Linked DNA regions of Rattus norvegicus: region 1 is linked to region 2. Evidence: chromatin contacts called from public HiChIP or PLAC-seq data. All regions are on one chromosome and are shown on one strand. The core of a region is the stretch at or near the end of the contact, and the rest is flanking DNA. Distances in the headings are between cores, read along the strand shown. Region 1 holds the start of LOC120100662 (a long non-coding RNA gene). Region 2 overlaps LOC108349917 (a long non-coding RNA gene).

What was found. HiChIP or PLAC-seq counts read pairs in DNA pulled down with a chosen protein or histone mark.
Region 1: an H3K27ac HiChIP or PLAC-seq map of oligodendrocytes shows a contact between it and region 2, with 2.8 times the contacts expected there. The contact joins two enhancer-like sites. A contact is called at or near these places in 2 of 12 Hi-C or Micro-C datasets (frontal cortex and prefrontal cortex) and 1 of 1 datasets of contacts at active chromatin or transcription factors (oligodendrocytes).

What each region holds. Positions count from the first base shown.
Region 1 is chr2:17,038,596-17,045,286 of GRCr8, forward strand. LOC120100662 (a long non-coding RNA gene) reads left to right here and starts at 1,239. Exons shown (of 5, transcript XR_005500489.2): 1 at 1,239-1,534; 2 at 2,259-2,450. Within about 2 kb of position 5,111, at least 12 of the 93 cell types and tissues checked have an H3K27ac peak or open chromatin away from gene starts, as enhancers often do.
Region 2 is chr2:16,278,913-16,285,365 of GRCr8, forward strand. The region is part of intron 1 of LOC108349917 (a long non-coding RNA gene); the gene reads right to left. Among named protein-coding and RNA genes, the nearest start is that of Tmem161b, 160 kb to the right of the region's middle. Within about 2 kb of position 2,834, at least 28 of the 93 cell types and tissues checked have an H3K27ac peak or open chromatin away from gene starts, as enhancers often do.

The DNA.
Region 1 (6,691 bases), core at 3,861-6,360, 760 kb after region 2:
TGTATGTATCAGTATGAACTAACCTATGAACGCTTGAGAGATCTTGAGCTGGCTGGCAGCATTTGCAGAACTGTATGCAGAGAGTCATATTTCAGAAAATAATTAGCATCTAACACATGGCTTGGAAACTGTTTTGCACGTCAACGTGCTTTAATATAATAGTTGGATGTACTGACTGTAAAGCGGCCGCTCTCACTGTAAAACGCTGAATGTTCACTCACAGCATTAGGAAAATGTGGGATCCAAACAGGAAAGGGAAATTTATAAATCGTAATATTCATGCCAAGTGTTTAAAGCTGTGAAAAGTACATAATGCCTAATTTCAAAAGTTAAACTTACAACTTCAGGGAACCCAGGAGTGGAAAATATTGACAAACAGTAAGACAATATCAGTAAGTCTTATATCATTAAAAATAAGACCTAATACAAAGATGCTATTGAAATTTAATGGAGGAAAAATAACATGAGAAAAAAATTTGCCCAAAACAAACTAGTTTTGTGCTCTTTTCGCTTTCTATAGTTATGGCACTGAACGTAAAAGCTTTTGTTTCCTGTGTATATTTTGAATTGAAATTCTAAGATAGATCTTAAATAAAATACAACCAAGCTTTAGTGTTTATGTTTTATAATTTTTCTAGAAAATATTTTCATCAAACATAAAGTGGTTACTAACATTCTTTTTCCTAAGTAAAACTGAGTTCACGGAGTTAAATGTGGTACTGAGAATTCTATTTTCATCTCACACAAGCTTCGTTTCTATAGTTTTCTCACATAGGTCAGAGTCGCTGAAGATGTGAAGCACCTTTTCTGTAAGTGCCATGATACTACTCCAACAGTTTTCCGAACTGAATATTGTTCATCTTTGATATTAAACTAATAATTGGCATCTGGCTTTTCATCTAAGGTGATCTTTCAGCTGTGACACTGCCTTCTTTCTTTCCTTTATCCTTCCTCCTTTCTTTCTTTCTTTCTTTCTTTCTTTCTTTCTTTTCTTTTTGTAGTCATGTAACGACAATTTCTTAAACAAAAGGGTGTTTTTTGTCACCTGAATATTTTTTCTCCTTTCCTTTCTTTTCTTTCCTTTCCCTCTGTCTCTCATCTTCCTTTTTTCCTTAGGAAGGATTATAAAATTATTGAATCAAATAGCTACCCAGAGCCAATGTTCTTACCTGCAGTCAAGAAAAATGAAAGCCTTTATCAGATGCAGCCTATTTAAAGTAAACAGTTTTAGTCTGGGTAAGGCCTGTCGACAAGGAGCAGAAGTTATAGCCTGGCATAGAAGTTTAATTCTTGTTTGAAAATTTTTTGGTAGAGTGTTTTTCTAAAATGCAGTCTGCTGGCTTATTATTTTTTTAAAGGCTGACAGTTAATTAGCACTGAGTCTTATTACAGAAGTCTCCTCTAAAGCAGACATATTCTGGTTCTACTGAAGTGATTGTCATCAAGGGGTTGTTTGCTGTGGTGCTCACAGATGGCAGAGAAGACAGCCTAGGAACGCAAACAGCCTGATAATCACGATAGCCTTAAAATATGGGTGAGTTTTCAACTCTGCTTCTGGCAGCAATCGCTTTTCAAATATCTTGGGTTGTTATGTCCAAGTGGTTTACTTTAAAGCAGTCTTGTCATCAAAGGGGTCCCAGAGTCAAGAATAATTATGATAATTACCTAGAATTGCACCCCCCAAATAATCATCATAATACTGAATCTTAACCAAGTACAATATTGTTTGTGCAATACACTGCTACATTCAAAAAGATGAAGTGCTAGACAGCTAAGATCTATTCTTGACTAACAAAGCAACTATAATTGTATGACTTTCTGGGATAATGGTTTAAACAAAAGTAAATAGTAAAAAAATGCACCCCCCCAAAAAAAAGGATTGGAAAGCTTAGCTGTGTTTAGTGCCCATTGATGAGAGCAGTGTTCTCTGATCCATGCTGCTATTGTTGGGTTTGGTTTAGCCCCCTCTCAATCAATATCTAACAGGGCATGATTTAATAAGGTTTTATAATCTCCAAAAGTGGGGGGGGCGGGGTGGCTGTGGCATTGTCATTCCTCAAAGGGGGCCTTTCAGGTTTCTTTACTTTCACCTGCTGGGTCCCATTTGGTCTCTTTCAAAGAGAATGCAATGACAAAATGAATGAGAAATGCTAGAATAAGAGTCCCTTATTCTGCCCAATAGTATAATCAATGGGTACTTGTAATCCCTATTGTACCGCACAGAGGTAGTTGTAAGACAATTAAATCTCGCTTCTCAGGCAAATGATTTTGGTAGTTAACCTGAAACAGCCAACAATATTGAAGAGAATGAATGCATTTGAAGCAATGATGTAATGGGATCCGGCCTGACCAGCAGAGCATGCGTGCCTATTGACATGTGCATGCATGTATATGTGTGCTTATCACAGTTGCTCCATGTGCAAACAGTTCATGATTCATAGCATGACGTGGTAAGTGGAAATGGTTTTAAATGGTTTCACAATCCGTCTTTTAAAGTTCTATTTTCAATGATGTAAAAAAAATTCATATTTCTGTAGTCTTATACACTTTAAAATGTAGTTTCATAAACAGAAAACATTTACATAGTTAACATCAGTTTGATGTGACAAACCAATTTAGTTTTAATTTCATTTGCATCAGCTAAATTCAATTTCTCTTTCCCTACATGCAGTCACTGCTTAAATGTCAAAGGGGACCTTGTATTCTTCTGAAGGGACACTCATTTCAACTCCTGTGTTATTTGCCCACATCCAATTGGATGCAATCCATATTTTATTTCCAGCATTATCTATCAAGAAATCTTGTGGTTTGGCATTTTTAGGAGAGAATAAAACTATGGACCATGATAAAATTGCAAAGCACAAATTCTAAAAGATTTGTGAAGAAAAGTATCCCCTTCTTGAGAAATGAAGGGACTTAAAACATATAAACGTAAAGAAAAGGGGAGTGGAGATAGCCATGTCAGATATGCAACGATGAGTTTAATTCAGAATCATTTAAGGTGTAAATATTTAATCTGTTGAACACACTTAATTTCTCTTACATTTATGTTGAAGCCATCCACAATCTATTATCCAAGTTGTCTTAGGAGCCTCAGTTGGCCTTTGTTTACAGTACCAAAAATGATTCCTGGGACACAGTACCTGTCAGTAAACACGTGTGAAAAGAGTGCTTTTATATGTAGAGGTTCATGTTTCCTTCTCTAAAAGAATTTCTATTTTGACCTAGAAACTGAAATGTTACTGATGCATACCTAGGCACATGTGTATGTGCATGTTTGCTGTGTTACCCAGACATATAGCTACCTAATATGTAAATAAAGTAAGTTCTCTGTGTATACCATTCTATATCGTTTCCTTGCTAATCTAGCAACACTGAAAAGCAACTCTGACTCTCAATGAACTAGAAATGTAGCCTCATAAGACTTCTAAGTGGTAATATTTGTTATTTCTAGGTCGTTGTAAGTTTTTTTCCTTGCACTCCAATCATAGGGAAATAAAGAAATCCTCTAAAAAATAAGATTGACCTGAATAAAACAATGTATTCACACATAATGCTGCTTTTAGTGAGGAGTGAAGTGCCCAACTCCTCTGGATACTTCCAAATGAGTCCAGCTAATTGGGGTAACCCAAGCCAATGGCCCTTTGAAAGACTGGAGGTCAGGTGTTTTATTGCTGGGATAGTATTCAAAAACATGACTGTCGGGGGTGAACGAAGAATTATGTCAAGAGCATTCAGCATTACTGCCACTAAAGAGGGAGGAGGGGGAAAACATTGTGAAGAAAAACATGTCATTTTCTAAATGAGTGAGGGAGGAGGGGATAATGTGGCCTTCAGCTGTTGGTTTATTAGGTTTCCATTCCCGTGATCCACATCTGCCTTAGGCTGAAATAGTTTGACTTTTAATACAGTTGCATTCAACTCCGTTGCTTTCTTGTAGAGTGAAAAACATGCAGATGAGGTTTATTCTTTGAGGTTGTTTGTTTCCCTATCTCCTCTTCTGTTTTCCTGGTTCTATAGCAAAGCTGAGCGTTGTTGTCTGATTCTCCATGGAACAGTGAACATTGCTTTTCCTAGCCAAATCACCCAGTGTTAAGTGCTATGTGATACAGATCAATAGGGCATCTACAGCCGTACAAAAAGGGCAATGTTGTTTCTATTAACCATTCTCAATAAGAGTGTGGCCTAGTGGTTAAAGGATTAAATTGGGTGTTGAGGTTTGTGATGTCTTGACTTCTATTTTTACCTAAGACATTGTATTCTTGATGATGCTGTTAGATTTCTTTTTCTTTCATTTTGCCTCATAAGAATATATTCACAAGTTATATGCATGAGGCATATATCTCATGTGATCAATCGATGCTGAAACCTGGAAGACTGAGGAGAGAATTGGAAGCACATCTGATAACATCTAAATTATGCTATTTCAACTATTCAACTCAATTAATTGCTCATATTGTATTTCACACATTCTTTATGTTTCATCCCACTCTCCCATCATGCTTTCTGAATTTGCAACACTTTACACTCATATGCGTGAATGCATGAATGCATACACACACACATGTCCACACACACACATACACACTAGGCATGCATGTATGCACACGTGCACACAATGTACATAAAACTGAGGCAAGGGCTTCTCTTTTGTTCCACAGCAGGGCGTACTTCATTTCATGTGAGCTTCCTGTATGGGACATTTTCATCAAATATAATGCAGACCATAGCCTAGCGAAAGAGGGTGGGGTTTGATGTCATTACCAGTGTGGCTTCAAATGGTCATTCCTAAAGACTAACACGCATTAGCTTTCCACAACAGGTTGGAGCATAGCCCTGTATGAGTACATTTGTATGAGGTTATGTGGGGGAAAAGAATCCATGTGAGAAAAAGGGAAAGAAATGAAAGCATAGAAAAAGTTTATGGAGTTGAATTGTTATTAATTCCAGTTGGCCTTTAAAGGTAGGACAGGCCTCCATACCATGTTTTCTGCTAGAGTTCTGGGTTCCAATTGATCACCTCTCTTCCTCCTCCTTCCCTTTCCTCCCCTCCCCTGTCCTTCCCTCCTATCCTTCTCCTCTTTCTTCTTCCCTGGATCATGTAGCACATTTATAAACCATTCACTTAAAATGAAAATCAGAAAGGCGAAAATCCTCCTGTGTTGGGATACCAAGTAGTAGGAAGGCAGATCCTTCCTTTTCCTGTGTTTGTGGCCTGGTTAGACACTGTTAGATAATGGTCTCTGCAAGAGAAGAAAAGTAGGCCCGCGTCAGTGGGAAGCTGAAGGGACTTCTGAGGAAGAGGTGCGTGTGCGTGTGTGTGTGTGTGTGTGTGTGTGTGTGTGTGTGTGTGTGTGTGTGCGCGTGCGTGCGTGTGTGTGTGTGTGTGTGTGTGTTCTCAGCTGAGTGTGGCAGACACTCATCTTGTCCCAGATGCCTTGGTAGTGTACTCTGAAGACAAAAACTTTGTGAACAAATTTGGAAACTGGAATTCATATATTGATAAATGAATTTTCTTAATTTGGGTATAAATTGATTTAAATTTCAGGGACAAAATTGAATGGCGTTACCAACAAAAGGTTAGATTTCCTTCCCTAAGTCAAGGATGAAATCTTTTTTTAAAAAGAATGATCACCTTTGTGTTTCACAAACCAAAGATAAGTATTTCAGCCATCCCAAACTGTCAGCTGTGTTTCCTGTAGCACATATGCTTTCTGTGGCCTCCTTTAAAGATTTATTCCTCACTTCTTCCAACTGAGGATCTTAACTGTAAAAATGTGATTGGAATTTATAGCATCCTGAACTTAAAAGGGGTGATGCATAGCTTTTTTTTTGAAGAAGCACATCATGTTTATTAATAGTTTTAAAAATATTATTAGGTCCCTGTTAGCCACATTTTAGGGTCTTTAATAGTTTCCTAGATTTTCCCTTGTGGGCTATAGTGAAAAATGAAGTGTAAGGAATTTGGGAGCTTAGTTCTGTGCAGTCATGACTTTGCTATTTATTGTTTACTATTTAAAATCATGGAAGTGAAAAAATTTTCCATTCCCAATTTCAAATATTAGATGGACTATATTCAACTAATTGTTTGCTTAAAAACCCAGACCTATTTTCAAGAAAAACAGCATGTTTCAGAAAGCAAAATAAAATATATTTTAAAAATGGATTTTTATGAATCAAGGAAGAGCCTGGTAAATAGATTTTAAGTGTGTATTTATACAATCATCTGTTAATGTTACAGAAAAGGAATTGAGAAATGAGAAAAAATGTATAGTCTAGTTAAGTCTTTTCAATGTTCCACCAAATAGAGTTGAATTTAAACTTTACTTCCATTAAATACAAAAGAGCTTACAAAATGTTTTCATATATTTGTCTCTGGCTGTTTTGTATAAAATCCTATCACAAAATATATCCAACTCTGAAGGCCAAAAGATTAAACCAGAATACTCTGTGTCATTAAAACTACCTCTCATCTACCACAAACACTTGGAAGTGTCTCTGTTTTCCATTGTGTGGAATATTTATAATCATTCATTCACATAAATTTTTTGGGCAGTGGGGTTTCTTTAGAGGGCTGAGATCAAACCAAGAGCCCAGGCTTGCTAATCAGAGAATCCACTTCATCCTCAGTCAGAGTTTTTAAGAATTTTTCTGAAATGTTTTCAAAAAGGTTTCCATTACAATCGTTGTG
Region 2 (6,453 bases), core at 1,584-4,083:
CCCATCTGATGTCACCGTGTACTTCAGAATAGTTGATTTGTGATGTGTTGTTTTGAGCCAAAACTAAACAACAACAACAATAACAACAACAACAAAATATCCAAACCCCACTACCACCACCAAAAACCAGAAATCAGATCACTCCTCTCCTTTTGTGTCTTATTAATAAAATTAGAATTTATTTTGCGCTCTCTCTCTCTCTCTCTCTCTCTCTCTCTCTGTCTCTCATCAACATCTAATTCACAAAAGATAAACTCTTTTTTGCCCATAGTAGATGACAGTTATTAACTTCTTGCAAAAAAAATACTTGAAAATCACTATTTTTAAATCTAAATCCCATGACTTAGTTGTAAGGGTTAAACATATTTTTGTATCATTAACTTTAATTTTGTTTCTCCTCTTCAGAGAAAAACTTCTACCACTTTTGTTTCTGTTAAGCGGAATCAATTTCAGCACATGTAATTCTGCATCTGTACTTAACTAAAGTTACCTTTGTTATGAATCGTCCTCTTGTCTCTCATCTCTCCTCAAACAGTGAGTTCTTTGGGTTCCCCATATGGGGCAACGATTTTACTTAAAATGACTTAAATTTTGTGCAATTTCAATTTCTCAAGCTTTTCAATTCTTGGTAACTGTAGGCAAAATTTGCTAATAAATCTTATAATAAAAGGGGTGATCTCATACCTAATTTCACTAGCATTAATGAGTTCTGCTGTTTCTCACTCTCTAATTGCAATAATTAATTTGTGTTCATTTCAAATTCTCAGCACCATCACCCATGAAGTTTGCACCCTGTTTAGGGGCGCATCCCTACTCCTGTGAACAATGGCTGGTTTGTGTGGGAAGCCTTATCCCCTCTGCATTAGCTTGGCAAACGAAACAGAATCCTGACAGTTGCCCAGAAGTGAGATTTTCTATCTGCCCAACAACAGGACAGCAGCGTGGAACTGTATATTAAGAAGAGTTTGGGAATCTATTTATGAGACTCCATATGATCCCTGATTGCTGGGCTCCACTTGATTTACCAAATAAAGTGGGGGTAACCTTCTATACACACGCACTCGCACACACACACACACACACACACACACACACACACTGCAGTTAATTACACTGTAAACATTTAATACACATTCTTTTTCTCCTTTGCCCTTTTCAAAAGGAAAGGTGGTAATTTATATGTACTCTGGCTCATTCCACTCATTGTTTTATTTCTTATTGTTCTGGCTTTCTTTCCTTTCAGTGGAAAAGAGGCGGACATGTTTGGGAAGACAAAAATGTTTACCTAGTTAATATTTTCATATAAAGAAACAGTCTAGGCGCCTTCTACATTGTTGCATGGCCTTTGTTACGCCACTAATGTGGAAGCTGCATTTTAATTACAAATACTGTAAAGGGAATGCAATAGGAACACATAGCCCTTGAGTGTTAGCCAAATGACAGCAGGTTTAATAGCACGAATGGCTAGGCTTGGGATCCATATGTACGTTCAACTCACACATTGAGGCAACGCAATAAAGCAGGGAGAAAGCAGCTGATACACAAAAGGGACCGTCTAGACAGTGCCCCATCAGTCTGGCTAAATTTGGTGCTGGCATTCCCAATGGGATTGTAATATAATTGTTCTGGTGTCTGCGTTCATTCCCCTTGTCAAACACCATTCCAAAAACACATCCTTCTCCCCCCCCCCAATCCTTCGTCTTCCACAAATATGAAACCCAAACTATGCAATGCTGGAGAGGACATTAGATGTCCCAGGCCCAGGAAAACATTACAATTCAGCAGAATTACACTGTTTAATTTCTTTTTTTAAAACTATCCCTCTTTCAGATAACTCATATGCAATTAATTTCACTGAATTTTAATAATTTAAAATTACAGAAAAATTTAAATGCAAATACAAACAACCTTAAAATATTGAGCATCATAGATGAAAGCAAACAGGCCTTCTATTCCTTTGTACTCATTAACCTCTGTTACAAAATTTAACAGAAGTCAGAGCTGTGGAAGTATAGAGAAGGACATGGATCATAAATTCTAATGAGGAAAAGGCTAATGAAAGCTGGGTTAAGCAAAAGCACTGAAAAATATCAATTGTGTGGTTTTTTTTTTCCTTTCTTGAGTTTAAAGCCACTGTATGTTCTTTCTCTCTAAACAGCTCATGAAAGTTACATTTCTGTGAACTTGTGAATGAATGATTTTATGTCTTTGGAATTTTAGAAGAGAAATCAGCAATTCCTATCTACTTGTTTGTAATAGCTAACAATTTATATTTTAAAATATTCTAGTTTAAGACATCAAGAAGAAAATGAAAATCATTACTTAAAGAATAAAATAAAATGCACAGCATTAAGATGAACAATGCATAGATTATTGATTAAAATGTTTATAATGTAAAAACTTCTATAGCACTGAAATTAAAACTGTCAGACCCCCCAACCCCCAGGAAAATACAGAGTTGGAGATTGTTCATAATCTAACTGTGTCCAATTATGTTGTTATCTATGGACACTGTTAAGATGTTTACATCAGTTAAGAAGCTCATTTTTATAGTCATTTTTTAATACCCAGAAAAAGGAGCTTGGGAAAGAAGCTTGGCTGTCAAGTGGGTCTGCGCACCTGAGAGTGGGTCTGATGTGTTTTTCTGTTTGGGCACTTGACTAATCTTTCCCTGGTGCAATAAAGAGAATTGTCTCCCTGCTTTCTAGCACTTTGGTGATAGCAGATTAGGATCCCAAGTGAGTGAAGCAAGTCTAACTGCATCAGGAACCACACTAATCTAGAAAGATACCAAAGAAAATACTTTGGGATCTAGATGCTGGCTGAACTTCAGGAGGCCAAGAGGCAAAACACACCTACCATAGCCTGACACAGGCAAGAAGACCTCAAGGCACAAGGCGTCAGCACACACAAAGACAACCCCAAAGAAAACTACAGTTACAGCATCAGGGTACCCAAATACAGTTTAGAAATGGCCTAAAATTCTCATGTGGGAACGGAAGGTTAACTATATGATTAAGAGATATATTGTTCTGTTTTTAATCAAAAAAGAAAGAAAGAAAGAAAGAAAGAAAGAAAGAAAGAAAGACTTCATATTTTTTTCCCTCTCATATATAAAATTCTCATTCTGAATTTACACACGGGCACTAGAAGTATGGTAATTAACAGAGTCAACAATACAATATTTTAACAGAACCTCCACCTGCAGCTGGTTCTTTGCTTGTAATTGTTTTATTATTCACTTTATTTCTTGAGCATGCACTGGTGGGAAGCAAAGAAAGGCATACTGTAGGCCTCTCTCAGATGAAACGCTGTAGCGAAATCTGAGTTTTATACTTGGTTTTCAAACTATTGAATAATATCCTATGAGACCTCTTAGGTCTTAACTGGATTAAAATGAATATATTTGTGCTCCTGCTCTTCAGCTAACTAATGTGCATGTGAATTGACGCTGCAAGGGAGCTACACTGAGAGTAGATGCAGGGGACAGGCCGAGTATAGCTGTGCAAAGGAGTGGGCAGGCTGCCTCTGCCTCAGACAAAATGAAAATGAGCAGGCCTTGGGGTCTGGTGCATTTTGTCAGGGCCAGGAGAGCAGCTGAGCTGAGGGATGAAGGGGGAGGGGCAAGGGAGGTGGAGAACAGGGTGTGTGTGTGTGTGTGTGTGTGTGTGTGTGTGTGTGTGTGTGTGTGTTCGCTCTAAGGTTTTAGTTATGACTGAGCATGAGGTTTTTGTTTAGTTGTCTCCCAGCATAAACAGCCCTGAGTTTCAGGTTCAGGGTGGAGTGCACCCACAGGGAATGTCAACCCAGTTCTCTTTCTGGCCTTTCCATGTGGTTGCTACTCAGAATGCCGCCGTGGCTGGGAAGAAGGAGTGGGATGGGGGGGGGGGGGGTGAAGTAAGAGCCGGGGGTCTGTCTGCAGCTGCCCCTCTCACACTCGAATAAAAGAACTTTTTTTTTCAGGGGTAGGGAAGCTGTGAATACCTTTCCCAATAAGAGATGAGGCATATTGAAAACTATATTAAATTACCCTGATTAACAATTTAGCCACGAACAGGGGAGCTTTGGGAGATCTCTATAGGCAGGACTGGGGGCTATTCATGCCAGCAGCTAAGAGGTCGAAAGGTTTCTGAAGTTCACAGGCTCAGAGCCTTTGTTATGCTAACAGACAATCTCAAATCAGCTGCCTAGTGGAGTGTGAAATCTAAATGATTTCTTGAGAACTTCCAGTAAGTTGTCACTCTTGCTCTCCAAATGCCAGGACAGGCTGCTAATTTCTAGCAGGCCCTTTTGCAACATCGCTAGCCCTAAATGAATGCCTTTGTAGTTCAAATAATCTTTTCAAGGGAGCTGTCCTATCATCATAGTCCAAATGCATCTTGGTTTTGACTATTAAATGAAAATCAGAGCTCAGCCGTGCTTGACTTTTCCAAGCAGCCGATGTTTGGGAAGGGTGGAGGCAGCTCTCATGCACAAGAAGTTAGCACCCACTGCAGGAGGGCCAGGGCATGAATAACAGCCAAGCCATGGCCACCCCAACTCCAACCCCCACCCTTAGCCCTACCAGGAAAAAAGCTCCTGGAGAGATTTACAGGGCGCTCCCCTCAGGCTGGACTACCTTCGTCTTTCAACCATACCAACCCTTCTCTGATTTATGAACCCTCTGTCCGACAGGACAGCCAGCTGACCTGTTAGCATCTCACTGGTCACTTTGAAGCAGCAACTTTAGGGATGAATATATTCATTCTTCAGGGCAAATGAGGCCAAGAGGAAGGGGACAAGGTGTATGTCCAGGATGCCCTTAGTATCAGAAGCCTGTGCATTTTTTTCTCTTTTTCCCATAAGGGCAAAAGCACGGCTTATGATCTTAGGTGGAATCTGTGAGCATGTCCAGAGAACTGTCTTAGCTCTTCATGTCTGAATCCCAAAGCTTTGAAAAATAGGAAAAACACCACCAGTCCAAACCTCAAATAAGTTCTGAGAGCAACAAGGAGAATGTACTAGAGGAAGAATGGACCAAATCTAGCAACCTAGTGGGAAAGGGTATGGCCAATTTATAAAAGTAAACCATGAAGGAGAGAGAGGACAAAGCAAAGTCTGTAACACCGGTCTCCATCAGTCTGCACAGAGAAGTAACAGCAGCAACCCGGCCCTTAACATTTTGGGAGAGTATTTCTGACTCCATACCCTCGACTTTTTTGTTGAAACACTAAAAGGTCGTAACATCTCTGCATTCTCTGAATAGAGCAAGCCTGATTTCTGAGGCAACAGAAACAGAATGGGGGAAACAAACAAATGAGTCATATCTCTCAATGTATTCTCACAGTAAGTTGGTGAACAAGTGAGCAATACACTGAAGACACTCTCGGACTCTTAGAGAGCTATCCATGCAGAAGAGCTGAAGGCCTAGGTGCTGCTCCTCATCCTCACCCAACTACAGTTTCTAACTACTGTTGCTATAGCAACTAATGTAAACAAACACTTTCTTCTTCCTGAGGTAACCAGGACTTTAGGACCATACGCTAAAACATAAATTACAGAACAATATGAAAAAGTTCTATATCTTCCACCAGCTTAAAAAGTATAAAGCGATGCATCCAAATGTTATTTTATACAAACAACCAGCATACAAGCATCAATTTGAAAAGAACCCTGGGATTTAATTCAGAGACTTCGGTCAAGATAGTAAAGGGACTTTTAGATTATTGTTGTTGTTCACATCCTTATTTCAATTTTAAAAATCTGCAAGTAACATTGTTTGGGAGAACTAGTCCAGATCACTAACATTAAAGAGGAAAAATTCACAATCTCCTCAGTCAAATGTCAGAATTTGATAATAACGTCACTGCTCTGCTCATCCGCTTCTCAGAGGGACACAGAGCAAACTTGCCCTAATTTCTGATAGTAAAGTGATCAGCTCTGGATATCTGAATATACAAAAGACAGGCAGTATCAATCAACAAACATTCAGTGAATGTGAAACAATTGCTTAAACTCAAATATTATCCCCTTCGTATTAAAAAAGCAAGCCTAAATGAGTATTAAACTGTAGGGTGTCTACCTGCGTCTGACACATGCTGGACATTCAAAAGACAAATGCTCACCCTATGCTTTCCAAATTCTTATTTCACCAAATGCACGTGCCCCCTCTCCTTAACACATCAAAACAGGGGAGGAAGCGCTTTTGTGTTCAAACTGCAGAGAAAAGATTTGAGAACTGAGTGCCAGGAATGCCAGATCCACTTTAGGGAGTTACTTTCTTTCTCCCCCTGCAGTCGTTTCTCTGTCTGCTGCATCTGCAGACCTTTAAACTCTGGCCACTTGGAGAAAAAGCAAGCAATGGTTGAAATGAGAAGTTGGGACGAATTGCATCAAACATGTGTTTTACTGGAAAATGGGCAGGAAGAAAGCAGTGTGGGGCCACAGAGCCCCAGCAGCCCTCCATACACATGA